2 separate regions of the Sus scrofa genome follow, and region 1 is linked to region 2. The links are chromatin contacts, called in public Hi-C maps. All regions are on one chromosome and are shown on one strand. Each heading gives the region's core, a stretch centred on a gene start, on an enhancer-like site or on the middle of the called end of the contact. The rest is flanking DNA. Distances are from core to core; before and after follow the strand shown.

Region 1 (5,401 bases), core at 2,376-4,875, 98 kb before region 2:
TTTACCCATATTATTCATTTTAATCCTCTCAAAAATGCCACAAAGAGTGTACTAATTTTCTTTTTATAGATATAGAAGCTGAGGTTCAAAGAGAGTGTCACTGACCAAGGGCATGAAGCTAATAGCTCTGCCCTAAAGCGGCAAAACTGTTCACAGAAATCTGCATCTAAGTGAGGTTTCTATATCTAGCTTTTTGCCTAATATAGCCAATGCCTAATCCACACATATCCAAATATGGCTGTATAATAAATAATGTGTTGTTGTTGTTTTTAATCTACAGGGTCTCAATCTGGCTGTTCCATTTAAGACAGGTTTCCTGGTGTTCCTGTTGCAGGTCATAACACCAATCCACAAAGCAACAGGAAATCAAAATGGGTTAGAAATAAACAACCTTTGACAGAAAACGCAACACCCCAAAGCACACCCAGCACACATGAACCGGAAGACAACTCTATAAATAAACCACATTGCTGAAAAGTTTAAGGCGTAGATTTTAATTGCACAGAAATCAGGAAACATTAAAGTAGACGTTCAATAAAAGCAGTTCCTTGGACCCTTTACCTTAAGAACAGAGAAGTAAGTTTCAGCATAGAAGTAAGGTCAAGGAAAGGAACCATCACAGGAACCCAAGAATGATAAAACAAAATTAACCTACACTCAAAAAATAAATAAATAAATAAATAAAGTAGCTGGAAGTAGCGGACCTTTGGATGCAATCTTGAACTGGAATCTGTGTTAGCCCATTTCCTAGCTGTGTGACCTTGGGGAGATGATAGGCCTCTCTGAGCTACAGTTTCCACATCTTTCTCATGGAGATATTAATAAACCTTTAAAAATACAATGATTAAAAAAAAAAAAAAGGGAGTTCCCGTCGTGGCGCAGTGGTTAGCGAATCCGACTAGGAACCATGAGGTTTCGGGTTCGGTCCCTGCCCTTGCTCAGTGGGTTAACGATCCGGCGCTGCCGTGAGCTGTGGTGTAGGTCGCAGACTCGGCTCGGATCCTGCGTTGCTGTGGCTCTGGCGTGGGCCGGGGGCTACAGCTCCGATTCGACCCCTAGCCTGGGAACCTCCCTATGCCGTGGGAGCGGCCCAAAGAAATAGCAAAAAGACAAAAAAGAAAAAAAGAAAAAAATAAAAAAAAATAAAAATACAATGATAATAATAGTGAAATTATAGCTTATAATTATACACTGATAACTATGAGCCAGAAAGAATTCTAAGTGCTATATTACATACATGAACTCATTTGAGCCTCATGATAAGCCTAGGAGATAAGTACTATTATTATAATCCAGTTTATGGATAAAGAAACAGAGGCACGGATAAATCCTTTGCCCAAGATTTTATTTCAAGCAATTTTGTTCCAGAATCTGTTCTCTTAACCACTATCCTATACTGTGTATATAAAACAGTATGGTTGCTGGCACTGTTATTCAAACTACTGAAATATTTTTAAAAATTACAGAAGTACATAATCTCTATCTAAAGTTGAGGTTCTCAAAACTTGAATTTTCCTTGTGGTTTTTTGTTTTTGTCTTTTTAGGGCTGCACCCACAGCATGTGGAGGTTCCCAGGCTAGGAGTTGTCAAATCGGAGCTATAGCTGTTGGCCTACGCCACAGCCACAGCAACGCAGGATCTGAGCCGAGTCTATGACCTACCCCAGAGCTCATGGCAACGCCAGATCCTCAACCCACTGATCAAGGCCAGGGATCAAACCTGCGTCCTCATGGATGCTAGTCAGATTCATTTCCGCTAAGCCACGACGGGAACTCCAAACTGTCCTGTTTTTCATAGAAGGCACATTTTAATGTTGTAAAGAACTAGATGAGGAAAACACACGTCCTGGCTCATCCACTACGCCAGCAACCCCTACCAATCCAGTCGTGTATTAGCTTATAATACGCTAATAATACACACAGACCCTTGCTGTACATAAAATACTTTCATATGTATTACCTGATTCCCACAATAACCAGGGTTATGATTACCACCCACATTTTACAAAGAAGCAAACTGATCTTCCATTTCCGTGAATACTCCTCCTGCTTCAGGGCCTTCAAACATACTGTTGCATCTGCTTGCAAAGGTCTTCCCACACCTCTTTAATGAACAACCTCACATTTTCCTTTCAGACTGCAGCTTAAACATCACTTCCTCAGAGGAAGCCTTCCTTGGCTGCCTCCTCTAGCCCAACAAGTCAAATGTCCTATAGCCCACTTTCATAACACCCTGTACTTTTTCATGGCACTTTAACAATATCAGCTAATATTTGTGCAGTTATTTGATCATGGTCTAATTCCCCCCATAAGACTATAAGCACCACAAGGACTAATGTATGCTTGTCTTGTTCATGGCTGTGTCTCCAGTCTCCAGCACATTCCTGAACACAGAAGACTCTGAATAAATGTGATGAAAGATGAGTGAAAGTCTAGAAAGGTTAAGTCCTTCCTCAAGGTCACAATGCTGGCACCAGAACTGAAATCTAAGCCCCGGACAGTAGGTCCTGGGCTCTGTTTCCCAAAACTGCTTCCAGTGTCTCTTGGTTGACAGATTTTTCACTTAGAGATAATAAGGCATATTATTCTCTAAATTCGGTGCCTTGTGAGGGCATTTATAGTATCTGACTATATATAAGATCACATCCCTGGCACAGCTAAAGGAAGGATAAGACACTTTAACAGATGGAGAAAGAGCCTTTGCCTAAGAGCTAGGAGGCCTGGATTCCGATATTCCTATCTCATCACTCCTGCCAACTATCCTTTTTAGATTCATAACTACTCTGTATTCAAAAAGTATTTGTGAAAGCTCTGCCGCTGACGACTTATATCAAGTCATTTCTTCTGAGGTTGTTTCCTCAACTATAACACGAAGAGTCAGACCAGACTTTCATTCTTTCTAGCTATAGAGCCTTCAAGATTCTGAGAATGCAATAGAGTGGGGTGAGTGGAAAAAAGCATCCAACTCAGAGAAGACCTGGGAAAGAATGCTGGTTCCAGCACTTCCTGGGTATGTGACCTTACATAGGTCAAACTCTCTTGGCCTCAGTCTCATCTGCAGATGACAATACGACTTGTTAGGGTTACCGGGACGATCGAATGAGATAAGAGCTGCAGAAGCACTTTACCAATATAGAAGGGCTACTGAAATGACTGTTTTGTCACTGGACGGCACAGAGTAATGTTGGAATTGAGTCCCCTCACTCACTAGCCGCGTGACCGTGATGAAATTACTCGTTCGAGCTTCCGTTTCTCCATCATGGGGAGAAACCTCCCACGGGATTGTTCAGAAAATTAAATGTTCCTGCCAGGTAGCGGGCAACTAAGTACCTGATACTATTTAGTAACCTAAGCCTCCCATCCTGGAAGTTCCTAGCTGATGCGATTAGCCCCGCCCCCAACCCGTGAGACTCTCGGATCTACCAGTCCCGCCCCCATCTGTAAAGGTCAAGCCGGATTCCAACGGAATGCATCGGGAACGGTGTTCCGGGCCCTAACAGTCCCCTGAGAAGTCCCTGAGCAGAAGTCTCTGGCGCGCGAGCCTCAAGACTATACCGAGGACACTCACCAGCTAGCTCCCAGGGTACTAGGAAGACTCGCGCGACCGCGGCGACGGAGGCGGCGCGGGCGTCGTGACGTCACGGGGCGGTGCGGCGGCGCAGGCGTAGTGCGTCAAGGGCGGCCTGGCAGCTGGCGGCGTTGAGGTGGACGGGTGTAGAGGGCCGTGGGACCGCGGAGACGGGACCTGCTTTGGGGGCATGAGCCGAGGAGAGGACTCCGAAGTCACGAGGTGAGTCCGGCCACAACGCGCCTCTACCCTTTAGCGCCGGCCCGACAAGGAGTTCCCAGCGGAGGCTCCCCCAGTGAGACGGCTCCTCAGACCCCGCCCCGGATCGTCCCGCCGCTGGCCCGGAAATATCAATCCGAGTAATGACCCCTCGCAGCTGGGAATTCGCGGCCAGGGATCGGGAAGCCGGGATTCAAGCCTTGACCCCACCATTACCATTAGCTTTTTAAGAAGAAGCGCCTTTGCTTCTCTGCACTTCAGTTTTCCCAAATGACTGTTCTTGGCTTCCAGGGTAGTTATAGCTCAGCTGGGCGGGGGCGGGATGGGGGAAGGCTAAAAAGCGTTTTGTGAACTGTGAATCTGAAGGGTTGTCGCCATTGCAAACCCAAGAATTTTGAGATAGTTGCATGCCATCTTAATCACTTATCACACTTTACCATTTCTCAAAAAGCTCTGTGCCAACTTATCAAATGTATTGCCATATTTTAGCCTCATAACAACTCGAGATAAGGATAATAATGCCCATATCAAGGAAGAAGAAAAAACGGAAGCTCCAAGTGGGGAAATGGCTTGCCTGCTTCATTCATTCGTTCATTCACTAAACTTTGAGCACCAGCCAGGAGCCAGTGTACTAAGTGCGGGGATGGGGAGGGGGATAGAATCATCAAAATAATCAAGACCCTGCTCAGTAGTAGCTTACTTTCTCATATCTTACTTTCTAGTGAGGGAAACGAAAGATAAAACAACGTATAAGGCATTGAACTGGTATTGAGTGGAAAGAAAAAGTGCCTGTGATAGAGACTAACAAGATGCCCTTACTCTGTTAAGGGAAAGCTTTTCTAGGGCTAGAGGACACTTGAGGGGAGATCACGACTTGAGTCACAAAATAATAAATCCTGGGTGCAAAAGCCAGTATTTGAGTGCCTGTCTTTTGGCCCCATACCCTGTACTCTTTCCCCTTAAAATGATTCACTTGTGTGGTATTAAGTACTTGTTGGTATTATTTATTGCTGTTTTTAGACATGAGAGAGTCAGAAGGGTCTACATTCAAGTCTCGTCTCAAATGTCATTTCCCTTAGAGGGCTTTCCACTCATTCTGAAGTAGTCCAGCCCCAATCTCCTTGTCAGATCTCCTTGCTTAACTACGTTTGCAGCACTGATCACAAATTACGCCTTGTATATTTATTTTGCATTTGTTTTGTCCTGCCCCTTTTCTAAATATGTGTATCCAGAAGGCAGAAACCTTGCTTGTTCACTGCTCTGTCCCCAGGACCTAGACGATGCCTGGAAAATACAGGCTTTTTTGAATGAATGGTCTGTAAGAAAGTAGAAGGAAAGGAAATCCAGGAGAAGACAAAATGTTTCTCCTCCCCCAACCTCCATGCCTGGGATTCTAGTCATGCCTATTTCTCCTTTCTCCCAGGAAGTAAAAGCAAGAACTGTGGCTTATTCATTTCTCTTTTTCAGCAGCTGGTAGCTGCTTTTCACACATTACAGAACAGATTGAACATGTGAGAGAGGAAGAAGAACGCCCTTGTGTGTTGGAGGGGTAGATAAACACATTTAACAAACAATATCTAGGGGCTACTGTGTGCTAGACTGTAGAGGCTGTGCT
Region 2 (5,347 bases), core at 1,178-3,677:
TTATTTACCACCAATTGGACATTATGGTTCAGACCTTCTACAGACATCTCCAGCCCACCCCAAATAGAACTCATCCTCTCTTCCTCCAAAGCAGCTTCTCCTCAGTGGTCTCAGTTTCCATGAATGGCATCAGAATCCTCCAGGTTCAAAGACTGGAGCTGGACACTGCGCTGGGACTGGAAGCAGTCTCTTGAGTGGGACCAGGAGCCAGTCATTTGCTAAGTCCTGGTGGTGAAATCCCCAAACTTCCACATTTTTTTTCTCTTTCCTGCAGCCCTGCTGCCTCTGCTTTGGCCCAGGGTCCTGCTGCCTCTTATGGTGACCAGAGAAGCAGGCTCTAACCTGACCTCCTCACCTTCACTCTTCCTCCCTCCACCCCGTCCTTCCTTTCCTCCTCTCTTTCTACTTCTCTTCCATTTTCCTTTTATTCGTTCAAGGTGAAAAGCCTTCTTTTTATTTTATTTTTTGGCTGTGCTCACAGCATGTGGAAGTTCTCAGGCCAAAAATCAAATCTGCCCCGTAGCAGAAACCCAAGCCACAGCAGTGACAACACTGGATCCTTAACATGCTGAACCACCAGGGAGCTCAAAAACCCTTCACTTATTTTTTTGGGAGGGGCACACCCGTGGCACATGGAAGTTCCCAGGCTAAGGGTTGAATTGGAGCTGCAGCCGCCAGGCACGCCACAGCCACAGCCACACAGGATCTGAGCAGTATCTGCAACCTACACCACAGCCTGTGGCAAAGCCAGATCCTTAAATCTGCTGAGAGGGCCCAGGGATTGAACCACAACCTCATGGATACTAGTCAGGTTCTTAACCTGCTGAGCCACAACGGGAACTCCAAGCCTTCCCTTTAAATTCAAAATAAAAAGAAAGGGAACTCCTTTATAATGAAGACGTCAGTCCTGAGGACATGATAACCATACCTCAAACATTATTTACTCATTCATTCATTCATTCATTCATTCATTCTCTTATTAGTTCATTTGGCCAACATTTACTGAATGCCTGCTAGACATATGTACTATGAGGAGGGATGCAGAGGTGGAATAAATTAGATTTCCTAACGCCCATCAGTATCAAAGGTAGTGGCTCATCCCACCCACAGGATTGTGCATGGTATTCAAATCTCTCTATGCCTGAGCACAGACCACCCATCTAGCTTGGGCTCCCACACTCCTCCAGGCACATGCTGTACTCCAGCCAGACTGAACTGCCTTCTCTTCCCTCTGAGCTATTGGTTGTGCTGTTCCCTCTGCCTGTAAACATTCTTCATCTTGGATCTCCAACCACCCAAGTCCTACCCACCTTCAGGGTCCATTTCAAATATTATATCTTCCATGAAGCCTTCCAGGAGTGCCCAGCAGGGGCCCAGCAGCAGGGCTCTATCATAAGAAAGCATGTGGGCTTTGAAGTCAGACCTAGGTTCTAATCTCTGCCCTGCCAAATGCCAACTAGGTGATTTGGGGCAAGTTATGTAATTACTTTGTGCCTCCCTTTTCCATCAGTATTATGGGAATGATGTTATCTATCTATAGGATTGCTGTGAGGAGGGAAGATTTAAGCCAAGCCACCACCTGAAATTATCTTCTCATTTATCTGCTTGTTGGCAATGTGTCAACTAGAGAGCAAGGATCTTGACATTTTTAATATTTTGTTTGTTCGTTTGTTTTTTTAGGGCCAAAACCACGGCATATGGAAGTTCCCAGGCTAGGGGTTGAATCGGAGCTGCAGCTGCCGGCCTGCACCACAGCCACAGCAACGCGGGATCTGAGCTGCATCTGCGACCTATACCGCAGCTCATGGCAATGCCGGATCCTAAACCCACTAAGAGAGACCAGGGATCAAACCCGCGTCCTCATGCATACTAGTCGGGTTCGTTATCACTGGGCACGACCGGAACTCATATTTTTAATATTCTATCTCTATAGCTAAAACTGACAGCAAGCACACATAGATAGAGTTATACATGGAATGGATGTGTCTCAGCTCTGCTGCTTATTAGATATGCATCCTTGGGCAAGTTACTGAACTTCAGTAACTCATTTTCCTGAGCTGTAAAATGGGAATAAATATTCCAACTTGAAAGGACTGTCTTGAAGTTTAAAACGGATAAAGTCTGTAAAGTGTATAAAGTCTTTCGCAAAGGCAAAAAGACCAACGTTTTTTTCCAGTTACAGATGTTCAAGACATAGTGAATGAAACGGGCCCTTACCTCCCATCTACAAATTCCCCAATATATTGGCTCCCGGTGTACTCCATGGCATCTGCCTCTAGCTTCCAATGGTTTTGAGATCCCGCAGTTTTCAGTGTACACTACCTCACTATGACAACCGGGGGGATGGGCGGAGCCGAGGCGAAGTCCCGCCCCCAGACTCCGCGGAACTTCCTGGCTCTGCGCACGCTCTGTGTCTCGCGGTTGGACGGAGCCAGGCGCCTGCGTGCCGCCGCTGCGCATGCGCAGACGCTAGGCGGCCCCTCGGCGGTCGGAAGGGGAGTTCAAGGAGACCCGGGCGACGCGACTTCGGGCATCTCCTCGGTCCGGGCTACTGCCATCATGCCGGGCATAGTGGAGCTGCCCACTCTGGAGGATCTGAAAGTGCAGGAGGTGAGGCTCGTCCGAAGGACAGGCAAGCAGGGCAGAGGGCTGCAGCTTCCCGGCCTGGGCCTAGCCGTGCTTGGACTTCGCGGACCCTGGGCCCGGGATCCCCCACCCCCACTCCACGCCCCCAACACTTACACAGGTTGACGCTCGCCTGCTTGCTCCTCAGCTCTGGGAGACCTATCCCTCAGTAGCCCTTCTCCCCTTCACCGCAGCAAGCTGCTTTTCCTTTACGTGAATAGTACTTTTTATCTGGCACCAACCAGGGCCACTTTACTTACCTTATGTCACTTAATGCTCAACTCTTCCTGCGAAGTGAGTGAACAGCCCGGGCGCTCTCAGTCGAGGAAGAGAGAGAGTCTCCTTAAAATGTATCATCCGTGCCGAGTGCATTGGAGTGCAGCTATTAAGCCCAGATAAGGAAGGTGCTATTGGACAGTGATTTTGGTAACAGCCTGGGAAAGGGTAATTGGCCATTCATTTTTTTCAAGAGATAGCACTTGAATAATTACCACATGCACATACATTGGAAAATGAGAGAGGTGGTATCTGCCCTCGAGAGTTTAGGATCTAATAGGGAGACAGACATAAAATACTATGAGAAGTGAAGTAAAGAATATATAACGCTAATCATAGCAAACATGGTTAGCCCTTTTCTAGGTGTTAGGCAGGATGCTAAGTACAGACATTAATTCATTGGCCCTTCCTAGCAACACTGACGAAGGATATAGTTTTTTTTTAGGGCCTCGCCAGCGGCATATGGAGGTTCCCAGGCTAGGGGTCAAATCGGAGCTGTAGCTGCGGGCCTACACCATAGCCACAGCAACTTGGGATCCGAGCCGCATCTGCGACCTACATCACCGGAACTCCGGATCCTTAACCCATTGAGCAAGGCCAGGGATGGAACCTGCATCCTCGTGGATGCTAGTCAGCTTCGTGTCCGCTGAGCCATGAGGGGAACTCCTGAGGAAGGATGTAATTGGTCTCCATGTTATAGATAAAGAAACAGGTCTTGAAAGAAGTGATTTGTCCAAGGTCACATAGCTAGTAAGGGCTGAGCTGGAATGTGAACCCAGGTCTGATTTTAAAACTCATGCTTTTAAACTACTGTGTTGTGGGCAAAAGCTCAAAAGAGCAAGAAGGCTTAGCAGGGCAGGCTCTTTGTGTTTAGGGAGACAGGTGCTGTTTGATGGGACTCTGGTGTTGGTGGGAAGCAACAGTTGCTGAGCCCAGAGAGGTACTTGGGCTGAGGCAGGGCTGGGAAGCAGCTGTCACAAAGCCAGGCTAAGCAGTTTAGACTTTATCCTAGAAGTAAATTGGTGGTGAGAGGTGGAAGATTTCAAGGCAGAGAAGTGCCATGTCAGGACTAGGCTAATCAGACTACACTGGAGGAGAGGGAGGGAAAAATTATGTGCCAAAAATGACATCCCAGGCCCAGTGTTAAGTGTTTTACCTGCATTACTTCACTTCATCTTGTATACCTGTGAGAATGGCAACTATTATTTTCCTTGGTTGAAGACTTTTAGCTTTGTTCTGGGACTTTATGATAAAGTGACATTTACAAAAAGGTTGGGGAGTGGGTGCTGCCAACAGACTTTTGTTTCTTGCTGGATTGAGACTTTGGCTCTATATTTTTTTTCCATTGGAACTTAATTTGTTTCTGCAAACACCTGAGATTCAGTTTTTTGCAAGTATTCTATTTCTGGAATAAATTTCCTTTAGGATTCACACAGGTGAATGGAGAAACAGATAAATAACTAAAATACAAGGCAGAATTTCTTATCATGGCTCAGTGGGTTAGGAACCTGACATAGTACCCTTGAGGATTTAGATTCGATCCCTGGCTTCACTTAGTGGATTAAGGATCCAGTGTTGCTGAAGGCTGTGGCGTGGGTCACAAATGCAGCCAGATCCAGTGTTGCTGTGGCTGTGGTGTAGGCTGGCAGCTGCAGCTCAGATTCAGCCCCTAGCCAGGGAACTTCCATATGCTGCAGTTGTAGCTGTAAAAAGGAAAAAAAAAAACAAAAACAAACAAAAAAAACAAGACAAGGTAAAGAGAGTAGTTTGAAGTTATATCTAAGTTCTAGGCCTAACCATTTGGATACCTTGACTAGTCACTTTCCCCACTTGCAGATACAGTTATTTTATTTGTAAGATCAAGTGATCTCAGCTATGTGGTTCTCTGAAGCTATGAAAGGAACAGAGAAAGCACTTTGGGGGCATGATGTGAGACTTGGCTAAATGGCTTTCAAAGAATGGCCTTTATAGGCAGAGATGGAGAGAAGAGCTTCTTGGATGAGGCAGAATCCGAGCAAGGGTAAGCAGATGGAGAGAGATGGGGCCAGAAGTGGGTTCTGGGAACAGGGAGCTCAGTCTCCTAGGGAACAGCCAGTACCTTTTTGAAGTCTGGGGATGAGAAGCCTGGAAGGATAGTTCACATCCATAAGGCTTTGAATAGGCTTTCTTCTGCTGTTAAGCCTAAATCCTTCAAGGGTTTTATTGCTAGTTTGTTTTAATAGCAAAGTGAAGTAAGAATTTATTTTTTTTGGAAGATTGCTCCAGCAGCTCTGTGAAGAGTGCTTGGAAGAGAGGAAAAGAAAAGCAAGGAGACCTGTCTTGGTGGCTTGAAATAATCGAGGACGATATTAATGACCCCAGCATGATTGATGACTGAGCTTACAGAGAGGGAAGAACACATTTATCTAGGATTGGTCATTCTTAGCAACAACTTAGCCATCAGAGG

The links. Hi-C and Micro-C count contacts between places; a contact is called where the count stands out from the background.
Region 1: a contact with region 2 is called in a Hi-C map of liver, with 3 times the contacts expected there. The contact joins the promoter of RBM18 here to the promoter of NDUFA8 in region 2. A contact is called at or near these places in 2 of 5 promoter capture datasets (fetal liver and liver), 8 of 47 Hi-C or Micro-C datasets (alveolar macrophages, epiblast stem cells, heart right ventricle and 4 more) and 2 of 2 datasets of contacts at active chromatin or transcription factors (alveolar macrophages and skeletal muscle).

The regions. Positions count from the first base shown.
Region 1 is chr1:262,354,504-262,359,904 of Sscrofa11.1, reverse strand. It overlaps RBM18 (probable RNA-binding protein 18), which reads left to right and starts at 3,625. Exons shown (of 6, transcript XM_001925816.4): 1 at 3,625-3,789. It overlaps MRRF (ribosome-recycling factor, mitochondrial), which reads right to left and starts at 3,911. Exons shown (of 7, transcript XM_003480599.4): 1 at 3,568-3,911.
Region 2 is chr1:262,255,266-262,260,612 of Sscrofa11.1, reverse strand. It overlaps NDUFA8 (NADH:ubiquinone oxidoreductase subunit A8), which reads left to right and starts at 2,427. Exons shown (of 4, transcript NM_001190197.1): 1 at 2,427-2,610. The coding sequence starts at 2,560. It overlaps MORN5 (MORN repeat-containing protein 5), which reads right to left and starts at 2,480. Exons shown (of 4, transcript XM_021068403.1): 1 at 2,218-2,480. The coding sequence starts at 2,460.